3 separate regions of the Ovis aries genome follow, and regions 2 and 3 are each linked to region 1. The links are chromatin contacts, called in public Hi-C maps. All regions are on one chromosome and are shown on one strand. The core of a region is the stretch at or near the end of the contact, and the rest is flanking DNA. Distances in the headings are between cores, read along the strand shown.

Region 1 (3,367 bases), core at 236-2,735:
GTCTGAGGAACTCCTGGTGGCAGCAGGGACCCCAGCCCGTTTCCTTCCTTCTGCCTCTCCAAGGGCGCTCTGAGCAGAAAAGGACCCCTCAGGTGGTTTGGGAAAGCAAGCTGGGTGGGCAAGTTTAGAGTTCCCAAAAACCACCTGCTCCTACTCCAACGCCCATTTCACCAGAACAAAGTGTGTTTGCAAGGCTGGCAGGAGCTCCCTCCAAAGGTTCGGGGAGGGCTAGTCCCACACTGCCCATGTCACAGCAAATTTCAAATCATTTTCCCAAAAAGTGCAAAGTGGAATAAGGACACCCTTTAAACCCTCCCTGCGGTCGCCCCCCAAAAAGCTAAAGCACAGCTCACTCGGAAGTATGGGGGAGGGGAGGGAAGCAGACTGTCACCGAGTCGGGACTTTCGGTAGAGTCTCGACAAAGCCCCGGGCTGGGCCGGGTAGCCCGACTCCTGACAGTGATCTTTCTTTCCTCGGAGTCTGGGGCTGAAGAGAGGTTATGTGGGTCTTCTCAGCAAAAGGGAGTTAAAAATAAAGGGGTGGCGGGGGCTTCTATTCGAGCAGGGGAGGAAACTGGGAAGGGGCGTGAGGAAATGCCTCCTAGGAGGGGTTTAAGGGCTGGGGACAGCGGGAAGGCACAGGGGTGGTTCTCCGGGTCCTCGGCGTGGGGCTACCTCGAGAGGTCACCTTCCCGCGGAGGGCCGGCGGGGGGAGGGGCGCGGCTCGCCGCCCCGGGTTCCCCGCTCGGGCCGCGGCGGCTCCGGGAACACGCGGCCGGCCAGGCCCGGGCTGATGTAATCGGCTCCGCGCCGCGCGCGCCCGGCCGGGCGGGGGAGGGCGGGCACCGAGCGGGACGCGAGCTGGGACGGGGGGGTTGGTGCGGCGCAGGTGGCCCGGCGGAGAGGGGGTCCCAAGCAGCAATCCACCCCAAAACTTTTCCCCAACTCGCGGCGAGGGCCGCAGAGATCAAGCGGCAGTGACAGCAAGCCGCATCTCTCGCCTGCCCCCTGCCCCCTCCACGCTCTCTGCCCTCCCCGGGTCCAAGGTCCGAGCACCCCCACCCCTGCCCGCCAGGGCTCCAGCTCCCGCCCCAGCTGCCCAGACTTCCAGTTCGTCGGGAACCAGCGGCCGGGAGCAAACTTCAGCCGCCGGCGGCAGCGCAAGCCCAGCCCCCTCAGCCGCCTCCTCCGGCTCCCGCCCTCCGCTGGTCGGCCCAGATCGTACGTGCGGTGACTCCGGTGGGTGGGCAGGGCCCGCGTGGGCGGTGAGACTCTATCCCGGTGCCCTCCCACCTAGCGCGCGCCCCCTCCCCCTACACCTACGAAGATAGAGGGGAAGCCGCGAGCCCGGTGCCCAAGGACCCGCGTGGGGCACGGAGTCCCCCACGCGCGCGCTCTCACGCACGTCCCCAGCCCTTACCTTGGCATGGTGAAGGTAGAGCAGCAAGGCAAGGCTCCAATGCACCCAAGAGAGCAAAAAGTTCATGGTTTCGGAGGCCCGGCCGGGGCCGGCGCGGCTCGCGCTCCCTCTCCGGCTCGGGCTGCGGGGCGGCCCGCTCTCCTCGGCGCCCAGGCGGGCTCCTCTTCCTCCCGGAGCCGAGGCCCGGGCCAGGGCCTGGGGCGCGCGCGCGGCTGGAGCACTGTCTGTGCACACAGCCGCCTCACCCGTCCATGAGCCCGGCTTCCGAGAGCCGAGTCGCCACCGCGGCCCCTTCTCCTCTTCCTTCTCTTCTTCCTCCTCCCCCTCCTCCGACTGCGGCTCCTCCCGGCCCGAGCGAGCACTTCTCCCGGTGCCGCTCGGCTCGGCTGCCCCGGCACGGACCACGGCTCCTCCGGAACGAGAACAGCCCAGAAGTTGGACGAAAAGTTTCAGGGCAACGTCGCGAGCCCCGACCCCCTCCACCCCGCCTCCGGGCGCGGGCTCCGGCTCCTGCCCGCGGCTCGCCGCCGCGTCCACCGTCGGCCGCCGGCCGGGGAGGAGGTGGGCGCTGGGGCAGGGGGCGGTGTCTGTCTGTCTGTCCGTCAGCGCTGCTGGTCCGACGCGGGATCCCGAGGGGGAGGGCTCACGCTGCGCTCTGGCGGTCACCCCCAAAAAACAGGTCACTCACTTTGCCCCTGTCCCTCTCGTGTCTCGCTCGTCAGCGCGCGCTCTCTGACCCGGTCTCTCTCTCTTCCTTCACTTCTCTTTGGAGCTCTTGCTACCCTCTTTCTTCTCTGCCCGTTTCCAGAATCCGAAGTGATTTTGGGGGGGAGTAAAAGAGCAATCTCCCCAAACGGTCGGCCCGATTTAGTGGGGAATGGGAAGCAAAAATAAATTAAAACGGAAAAGAATACGGTTAAAAAAAAATGTTTCAGAAAAAAAGGAGGAGGGTAAACCCTGGATAAATGAATATCAAATTCCAGTGCGGAGACCCCTGGCCGGTGACCCCGCCGGTCCGTCCGCCTCTTCGATGCGTCTCCCGACCGAGCGCCGCTGCCGCCGGCTCCACTCGCCCCCCAACGCCGCAGCCTCGTCGCAGCCCGGCTGCCCCAAGCCTCTGCGCTCCTCACCGCTACGAGCAGACTAAAAAGAAGGCAGGCCCCGCCCCCTGGGCGTGTCGGGGCGGGGCCAGACCCAGCCTCAGCTCCTGGGTCCGTCCCCTCTGTGCCTCTGGCTACTACCTTCCCTGGGGACACCGACCGAAGCCCGGGCCCCCACCCACCCCAGCAAAGGGAGTGCTCGATCCCCACCAAGGCGCACAGCCTGAACATTACCTATCGGCCCCCTCTGCCGGGAGACACACACGCCCGCGCGGTATTTGCGGGGCGGGTACAGGAAAGTGAGGTTATGTGCGGTCAGGGCTCCAGAGCTATTCCCTTCTCTATGCTGGGAATATTGGAGGGGGCAGGGGTTTGAGGGAGTCGGACAGGGACGGGTGGAAAGAGAGACACACAGATTCGTTGGAATCCTGGGGTGACCCCTGCCTTCTCCACCCCCCGCCAAACACTCTCAACTACCCGCCCCCCCCCCAACACACATAGTCACAGGCGTCCTCACTCACGCAGACGCTGCATCCCAAGTTCACCCAGCTTCCCTGTGGTGGCTGAGCGCCCCCTAGTGACTATCGGATGCACACCCCATCTCAAGTTCAAGAGGCCTCAAGAAGAGGGTTGAGGGAGATTACCCCTGACACATCCCCCTCCACCCCCCGTTTCTGACCTCTCAAACAGTGGCACGTCTGGGACTCGAGTGGTCCCACGTGCACAAAGCCCAGTGCTGGGCACAGAGGGCATGATGTATCCATCCGGACTCTGTGCTCATCTCCCGGCCTCATCTGGCCGGCTGACATCAGAGTTAGCTGCAGCCAACAGGCTGGGGTGACTGGGGT
Region 2 (3,367 bases), core at 257-2,756, 110 kb after region 1:
AACAGGAGACGGGGTGTGACAGACCAGAGTGTTCCCTGTGCACCAGTACACCAGTACACCGTATGCAGCTTCAGGCCAGAACACACCCCCGGAAGGTAACCCCGGTCAGCTCCCCATGCCAGTCCCCGCAGCAGCATCTGGGGAGTCCCTCTGCTCCAGGAGTCCACAGCTACAGCCCCCTGGAACTGAAAAAGGTCAGGCTCTGACCACCGGAGAAGGCAGCTTACAGCCCCACTGGCCCCGACCCTGGGCCAAATGCTGCCCTGGAGAAAGAACTGGAGTCCCCCAGCCAGACACACTCAGCAGTTCTCTGTCTCCAGTGCTGTGGCATACCCTGAGCAAGGGCGGTCCTGGCTTCCCCAGTACCAACCTGCCCACCTAGGGCTTGGCCACCTCTTGCTTCTAGTGGGTGGGGGAGGGGCCAGGCTCATCAGGGGCTCCCTCTACACTGGCCAAGCAAGAGCAAGGAGAAACAGGGTTCCCCCACCAGGGTTAGGGATCTGTGCCATGCAGGCCCAGGGTGCTGGCAGAGTACAGAAGTGGTATGTACAGGGCTGGCCAGCCAATGACACTACTTCCTCCCTCCCCTTGCATTCCTGTCACACTTCTGTCCTTTCCTTGTCCCTGGCTCAGCTTGTCGCCCAGGAAACACATACTCTCAACGTGCCAGGAGTCACGTAGCATCTACCTGGGAAGCCAGGCTCTTGCTTTCACCTTCACCCACTTTTATTGCTGCAGCTGCTGGCAAGGCTGGGCCCAGCCAGCCACCACTGGGACTCTAGGGGAAGCAGCCTCCTGCAGCCCATGCTGCTCCCAAGTCTCCCCAGACCTCACCCTCCAGCCCCCTGGCAGCCACTCTTCTCCACAAGCTCTCTTTTCTGAGGATGTGGTGGGATACAAGCTGGTAAATGAGGAATGGGGCCTCCTGCATGAGCAGAAGTCCTCCTGGGCCTTGGGGGTCTCACTCACCTTGCCAGTGTGGGAAGCTCAGGCTGGGAGATGCTCATCATAGTTACATTCCCCTGCCCTCCAGGAAGAAAGGCAGCCAAGTTCTGAGATTAAGTTGGAGGAGGAGAGTGGACCAGGCTGGAGTTCAGGGCTGTCCAGGGGCAGCAAATGGCTTAAATCCACTCAGACCAGCACCGCACAACTTGTCTCACACACACAAAAATGGCCACAGGCCCCTTTTCAGAGCAACCACTCCCCGACACCAGGGCCACAGCACATGGGAGGGGGTGGGGGCGGGGACACGCCGAAGAGTTCCCAGTCTTATTGATAGGCAAAGCCAAGCCCCTTGGTGCAGAAGGCCGAGCACCTGTCACCTGAACCTCCACTAGACTGGAAGGGAGGTGCCACCTGCATACCCCCTTGAGAGAGGGCTGATCCCGGACCCTGCGTTGCCCACCCTCTCCAGTGCTGTCTCCCCTGTCCCCCACCTCTTCCCAGCCATCACTTACTAAAAGCTGCTTTCCAGGCAGGCAGGCCCCTTGCTGCCCTCTGCTGCCTGCTCTGGGCACTGTGCTGGAACCCTGGCTGCTTCGTAGCCGGCAGTCCCTGAGATCTCTGCTCCAGCCCAGAGAGAGGCGCTCTGCCCTCCACCTGCGTGCTCTGCTTCCTAGGACACCTATGCGGCACCTGCTGTTTACATTGCCACTTCCCATCCTGTTTCATTTGATCTTCCCAAACGTCTGTGAGGCACGGATGGTGCCTTGTTCTCAGCAGCATCTCTGGTCCCTGGGACATACTAGCTGCTCAGTGACTATTTGCTGACAGCATAGAAGGTTAAGGAGCGTTGAACAGCAGAGTACTGCCCAGAAATCCGGCATCCTGACAGGGCTCCGTGTCTCACCTAGCAGCAGCCCAAGCTCAGTGAACTCCTGGCTGTTGCCCTGTGTCTGCCAGAAGGATGCTTCTGATGCCAAACCCTACTCCCACAGAACTCCACAGACCCCACGGCACAGTGGGACAGCTCGGAAGGCCACAGGTGGCTCCAGGCAACATTCTTACATCCTCTCTCCAGCCGAGGGTGGTCCAGGGACCAGCTGCTGAGCACCTGGCCAATCCACGTGGCCACAGAGAGCAGGAGTCCCATGGACTGCCTGACCCATTCCTGCTCACAGGTGACACAGGGTTCCCCTCAACAGTTGCCTCAGACCCAGAAAGGAAGCTGATCCTACCTGGGCAGATCCCATACTTCCCGCCAGTCCTGGTGCCCCAGGGAACTCTCTGTTGGGACTTTGCTTCGCTTAGTGACCCAGCCATTCTGGCTACTGTCTGCTTGGTGGGGGCAGCCTCCCAGCAGCTCCTTCTGCTCTTCCAGGGGCAGATACTGCAGGGAGTCTGGGAGCAGGGTCAGAGGGGCTGCTCTCCCCCAGCCAGCCACATTTCCTCCGCCATACTGCAGGCCCCACCAAACCATCCTGAGTAAAACTCGGCCAGACTTCCTGCAGGCTTTCTGGTGGTGGCTCTGGGAGAAGGGGAGCTGGAGGCCCAGAACTGTGGAGTTTCCCAAAGTCAGGCCAGGAGCATATCTCCCCTCCAGCCCTCCGACACAGGAGACTCTGGGAGTGCTTCACTCCTAAGGCTCCAGCACTAAGGACAAGGCGCTGTTGGGGCATCAAATCATCAGTTGATCTCTCAGCCCTGAGACCCACTGTTAGTGCAAGAAGTCTAGGTTCCAGGGGGGTGGGGAGGAGGCCCGCTTGTGTCACCCAGCGCTCTGAAGGGAGAGCCTCATCCACTGGCCCTGGGCTCCTTTCTGCCGCAGCTGAGAAGTCCTCACTGGGCAGAGCTTTCCAGCCATACTCCAAATCGGGGAGGGGCTGCTGCCCCCAGATTAGGGGTGCTAAGAGGACTTTTCTCAGTCGGCCACGCAGGCCCTGGCACTGGGTCCCACCACCAGTGTTCCTAACTCCCTTTACCAACCAGGGATGTGCAGTCCCCACGAGCCCCTAGTCAAGTGGGGAGCACAGAGTTGGAGGAGGTAATGGGAATCTGGAAAGTGTGTCTGATGGTTAAGAAATTCTCACCCTCTATAACCATCTCCCTGCCAGGTCCGGGACCCCCAGTCTATGCTCAGGGAGGCTTGACTCTGGTGCCCCCGTGTGGTGGAGGCCAGCATAGCCACTCTGCTGGCAGCCCTTAGCCACCTGTAACCCATGGCCCAGCCCCCCGGGGCACTACAGTAGCCCCAAAACGGCCTCCAGAGCCCTGGCTTGCCCTCCGCATCCACTGATGCCGCCACTGCCTTGTTATCGCAGATCTGCCTACAAGCCACCAGCAGCGCCTACTGCCTTGGTCTACTCCTAGGGTCCCACGTGGCTCAGTGGTAAAGAATCTCCTTGCAATGCAGATGTGAGTTCAATCC
Region 3 (3,367 bases), core at 327-2,826, 85 kb before region 1:
ACTCCAGTATTTCTGCCTGGAGAATCCCAAGGACACAGGAGCCTGGCGGGCTACAGTCCAAGGGGTTGCAAAGAGTCAGACACAACTGAGTGACTAACACTTTCACTTCTTTTCACTCTATAGACGCAGCTACTGAGGCTCAGGCAGTTTCGACATCTTGCCAGAGCTCAGTGAGGTATTCAACCTCAGGTCCTTCTGGCTTGAGGGTCTGCTCTTTTCCCCACCTTTTGCAGTTGAGTGGCTCATGACATCAGTTCTCATGACAGCCTGCCTTCCCAGAGCTCTCTGTTAAGAAGCAGGGGCCCCACAAGCACAGGAAAGATACATTGTTGTTTAGTTGCTAAGTCAAGCCCAACTCTTTTGTGACCCCATGGACTGTAGCCCTCCAGGCTCCTTGGCCCCCTGGGATACATTAGGTGCTGCTGTTAATGGACCATGTCAAGTCAGCAGACCTAACCAGTTCACTCCCTTCTAGCTGAAACCATCCATGGCTCCCCAGCATCCACAGGGTAAGGCTCTAGCTCCCCACACTCGCCTGTGAGCTCACCCCTGCAGGCCTCTCCAGACTCAGCCCCATCTCCTCTCTGCTTCAAACCTCATGCTCTGGCGTCTAGAAAGTGACTTCTAAACCAGTTCTGGCCGTGCTGCTTCCAGCCTCCAGACTCACATTCAGAGTACTCTCTCTGCCTAAATATCCCCCAGTCCACTCCTCCTTTCTCATCACTGAGTCAATGAACATAAATTTGAGCAAACTTAGGGAAATGGTGATCGAGAAGCCTGGTGGGCTGCCGTTCCTGGGGTTGCAAAGAGTTGGACACGACTTAGCGGCTGAACAGCAACAAGAGTGTAGTTGCTTTTACAGTGTTGTATCAGTTTCTGCTGAACAGCAGAGTGAATCCCCTGTATGTTTACATATATCCCCTCCTTCCCTTCTCATAATTTTAGATTCAGATAAACCATTACCTCCTTCATGGAGACTTCCTTGCCTTCCACATGCCCCCCAAGAGTGAGTCAGGTACCCCTCCTATGCCTCCTTAATCCTCTGGCATGAGGTAGTATTATACCACCCTAGACAGAAATGATTCACCCCTGTGCCTATCACCTGTCTACCCTGTGAACCAGGCCTCCACCACGGAAACCTAATGGGTGTGCAAGGAATGCCTGCTGAATGCATGAATGAGATGGAGCGATCCTGTGGGAAGGGGCGCTCCAGAGGTATGGGGGTGTCCAGAGGCCTGGAAAAGTCCCCAGCCAGCCTGAAACCCTATGCCTCCCTGCGAACACTGGCCTGAAATCAACAAGGTGAAATATAACTGGGATAAAAGGAAAAGCTTCCTGGCGGTATCTAAGAAGGCTGAGACCAGGCGGCCTGCAGCCCAGGCAGGGGAATGGAACGTCACCTCCTGCCCTCCCCACAGGAGGGTCTGCTATCCTAGGACATCCCAGGGAGGGCATGGCCTCCAGAAGCTCCTGGAACTCAGTCTAGCCCTCTCGCCCTGCTGGAGAAGCATAACACCTCCAGCTCCTGCCCCACAGGCAGGCCCGGAAGTCCATTCACCCTCAGATTGAAGAATAGAAGCCTTAAATAAAGAAAGGTTATATAAGCTTCTAGAAGCAAGCCAATGGCAGTGAGCCGGGGAATGGGGAGCGGGGAGGCAAACCATCCGGGCTTCCTGCCTTCAGCAAGGTCCTCAAAATGACTGAACACTTCACGCCAGATTCTTGACCAGGGAGCAGCTGGGGGAGAGAGAAATGCGCCGTATGCTAAAGCATAATCAATATTGTGACTTAATATTGGGAAAATAAACACACACACCCCTTGTTGTTTTGGTATGCCAACTGCAGACTAGGTTCCTGGCGGGTGGAACAAGGCAGGGGAGAGTGGGGCAGAGCACAGGGCCACAGTTTAAACAAAGTTGACCTGCGCTGCCTGAGTCGTGCTTTTCAGAATGATTGTTTATAGAAATTGGTAAGTTATTAATAATAATGGCTGTCATGCATTGTTCCTTCCCCAGCACTGTACCAAGACGGCATTTTTATGTGCATTCTTTTACTTTGCTTCATTTAATACAGTAATTATACTTTGCTTTACACTTCTTTGCTCAAAGCTAACCTCCAGTGTGTTTGCCGGAATTCTCCTACCTTGCCAAGCACATGAAAATGCTTTGGGAAGGTTACACAGCTAAGTTTTTATACAATTCTTGCAATAAGAACATACATTTTTAGCTTACTGGTGGTCAGAAATGAGAGAAACTCCCTAACTTTCTTGCAAGGTTTTCTCTGAAAATGGTCACACACCCTTTTATCCCAGAAATCCTTGGCACCCACTCTGTGCAGTGAACTCACCAGAAGGCGTTATGGTATTTTCCACAATCCCTTTTTTTTTTTTTTAACCCCATGAGCCTTTTGAGGACAGGTCTCAAAAGTATGGTCTTAAAACTACTACATTATGCCATTCTAACTGAAAGAATTCATGTTGCTGCCTTTTCCTTCTTATGCTGGAAGATGGTTGTTAGTATTCTGACCCTCTATTAAAAGTTTTATTAAAGCTCTGAAAAAATAAGTAAAAATAAGACTACCGCAGCAGCAATAAAAAAAAAAAAACAAAAAAAAAAAACTTCCCTGGTGGTCCAGTGGTTAAGAAACCGCCTGCCAATTCAGGGGACACAGGTTCAATCCCTGGTCTGGGAGAATCCCACATGCCACAGGGCAACTGAGCCCATGGGTCACCCCTACCGAGCCCACATGCCCAAGAGCCCGTGTTCCGCAACAAGAGGGGCCACTGCAGTGAGAAGCCCTCAGACCACAACTAGACAGTAGCCCCCACCTGCCACAACTAGAGAAAAGCTTCGCACAGCAATGAAGACCCAGTGCAACCAAAAATAAAATAAATCAATTAAAAAAATCTCATCACAGCAGAATCGCCCAGGGCCTTTATTGGAAGTGCAGATTCCTGGGCAGCTCCCAGTACCTTCCTTCTCCAGAGCCCCTGGGGTGGGGCCCAGGAACCAGCCTTTTTCACAAGCTTCCTGGTTGTTCCTCTGTGCACTCAAGTTTGAGAACCTCTGGTCTAAAGTATGGTAGGTATTCAGGAAATGTTTGCAGAATGAGCTACTGGTGACTGCGTTTCAAGAGGTACAGTGTAAACAGAAGCGCTATCCGTGGAGTTACGCAGTATTCTTCCTGGCTGGCCATGCGTTGGACAGTATTGCCTCTGAACCACTCACTGGACTTAGCCTGGACACTGGGCTCCATCCCCACCAGTGTTCCTGGTGAAGGTTTCTCTGAGAGCCTTGAGTCTCCTCACTCTGTCCCTCATACCTCCTGCTGGTGGGTCCCCAGAGGGGATGGCCAAGGGATCAATGAA

Evidence for each region. Hi-C and Micro-C count contacts between places; a contact is called where the count stands out from the background.
Region 2: a Hi-C map of hypothalamus shows a contact between it and region 1, with 4 times the contacts expected there. The contact joins the enhancer-like site here to the promoter of VEGFA in region 1. A contact is called at or near these places in 8 of 16 Hi-C or Micro-C datasets (blood, hypothalamus, liver and 4 more).
Region 3: a Hi-C map of liver shows a contact between it and region 1, with 3 times the contacts expected there. The contact joins the enhancer-like site here to the promoter of VEGFA in region 1. A contact is called at or near these places in 2 of 16 Hi-C or Micro-C datasets (liver and tail adipose tissue).

The regions. Positions count from the first base shown.
Region 1 is chr20:17,278,516-17,281,882 of ARS-UI_Ramb_v3.0, reverse strand. It overlaps VEGFA (vascular endothelial growth factor A), which reads right to left and starts at 1,485. Exons shown (of 6, transcript NM_001025110.1): 1 at 1,420-1,485. The coding sequence starts at 1,485. It overlaps LOC121817412 (a long non-coding RNA gene), which reads right to left. Exons shown (of 2, transcript XR_006057304.2): 2 at 2,331-2,865.
Region 2 is chr20:17,167,095-17,170,461 of ARS-UI_Ramb_v3.0, reverse strand. All of the region lies in intron 4 of RSPH9 (radial spoke head component 9), which reads right to left. Among named protein-coding and RNA genes, the nearest start is that of RSPH9, 9.9 kb to the right of the region's middle. Within about 2 kb of position 1,506, at least 18 of the 54 cell types and tissues checked have an H3K27ac peak or open chromatin away from gene starts, as enhancers often do. A contact at or near this core is called in hypothalamus, where this site is marked.
Region 3 is chr20:17,363,745-17,367,111 of ARS-UI_Ramb_v3.0, reverse strand. All of the region lies in intron 2 of LOC114109532 (a long non-coding RNA gene), which reads right to left. Among named protein-coding and RNA genes, the nearest start is that of VEGFA, 85 kb to the right of the region's middle. Within about 2 kb of position 1,576, at least 3 of the 54 cell types and tissues checked have an H3K27ac peak or open chromatin away from gene starts, as enhancers often do. A contact at or near this core is called in liver, where this site is marked.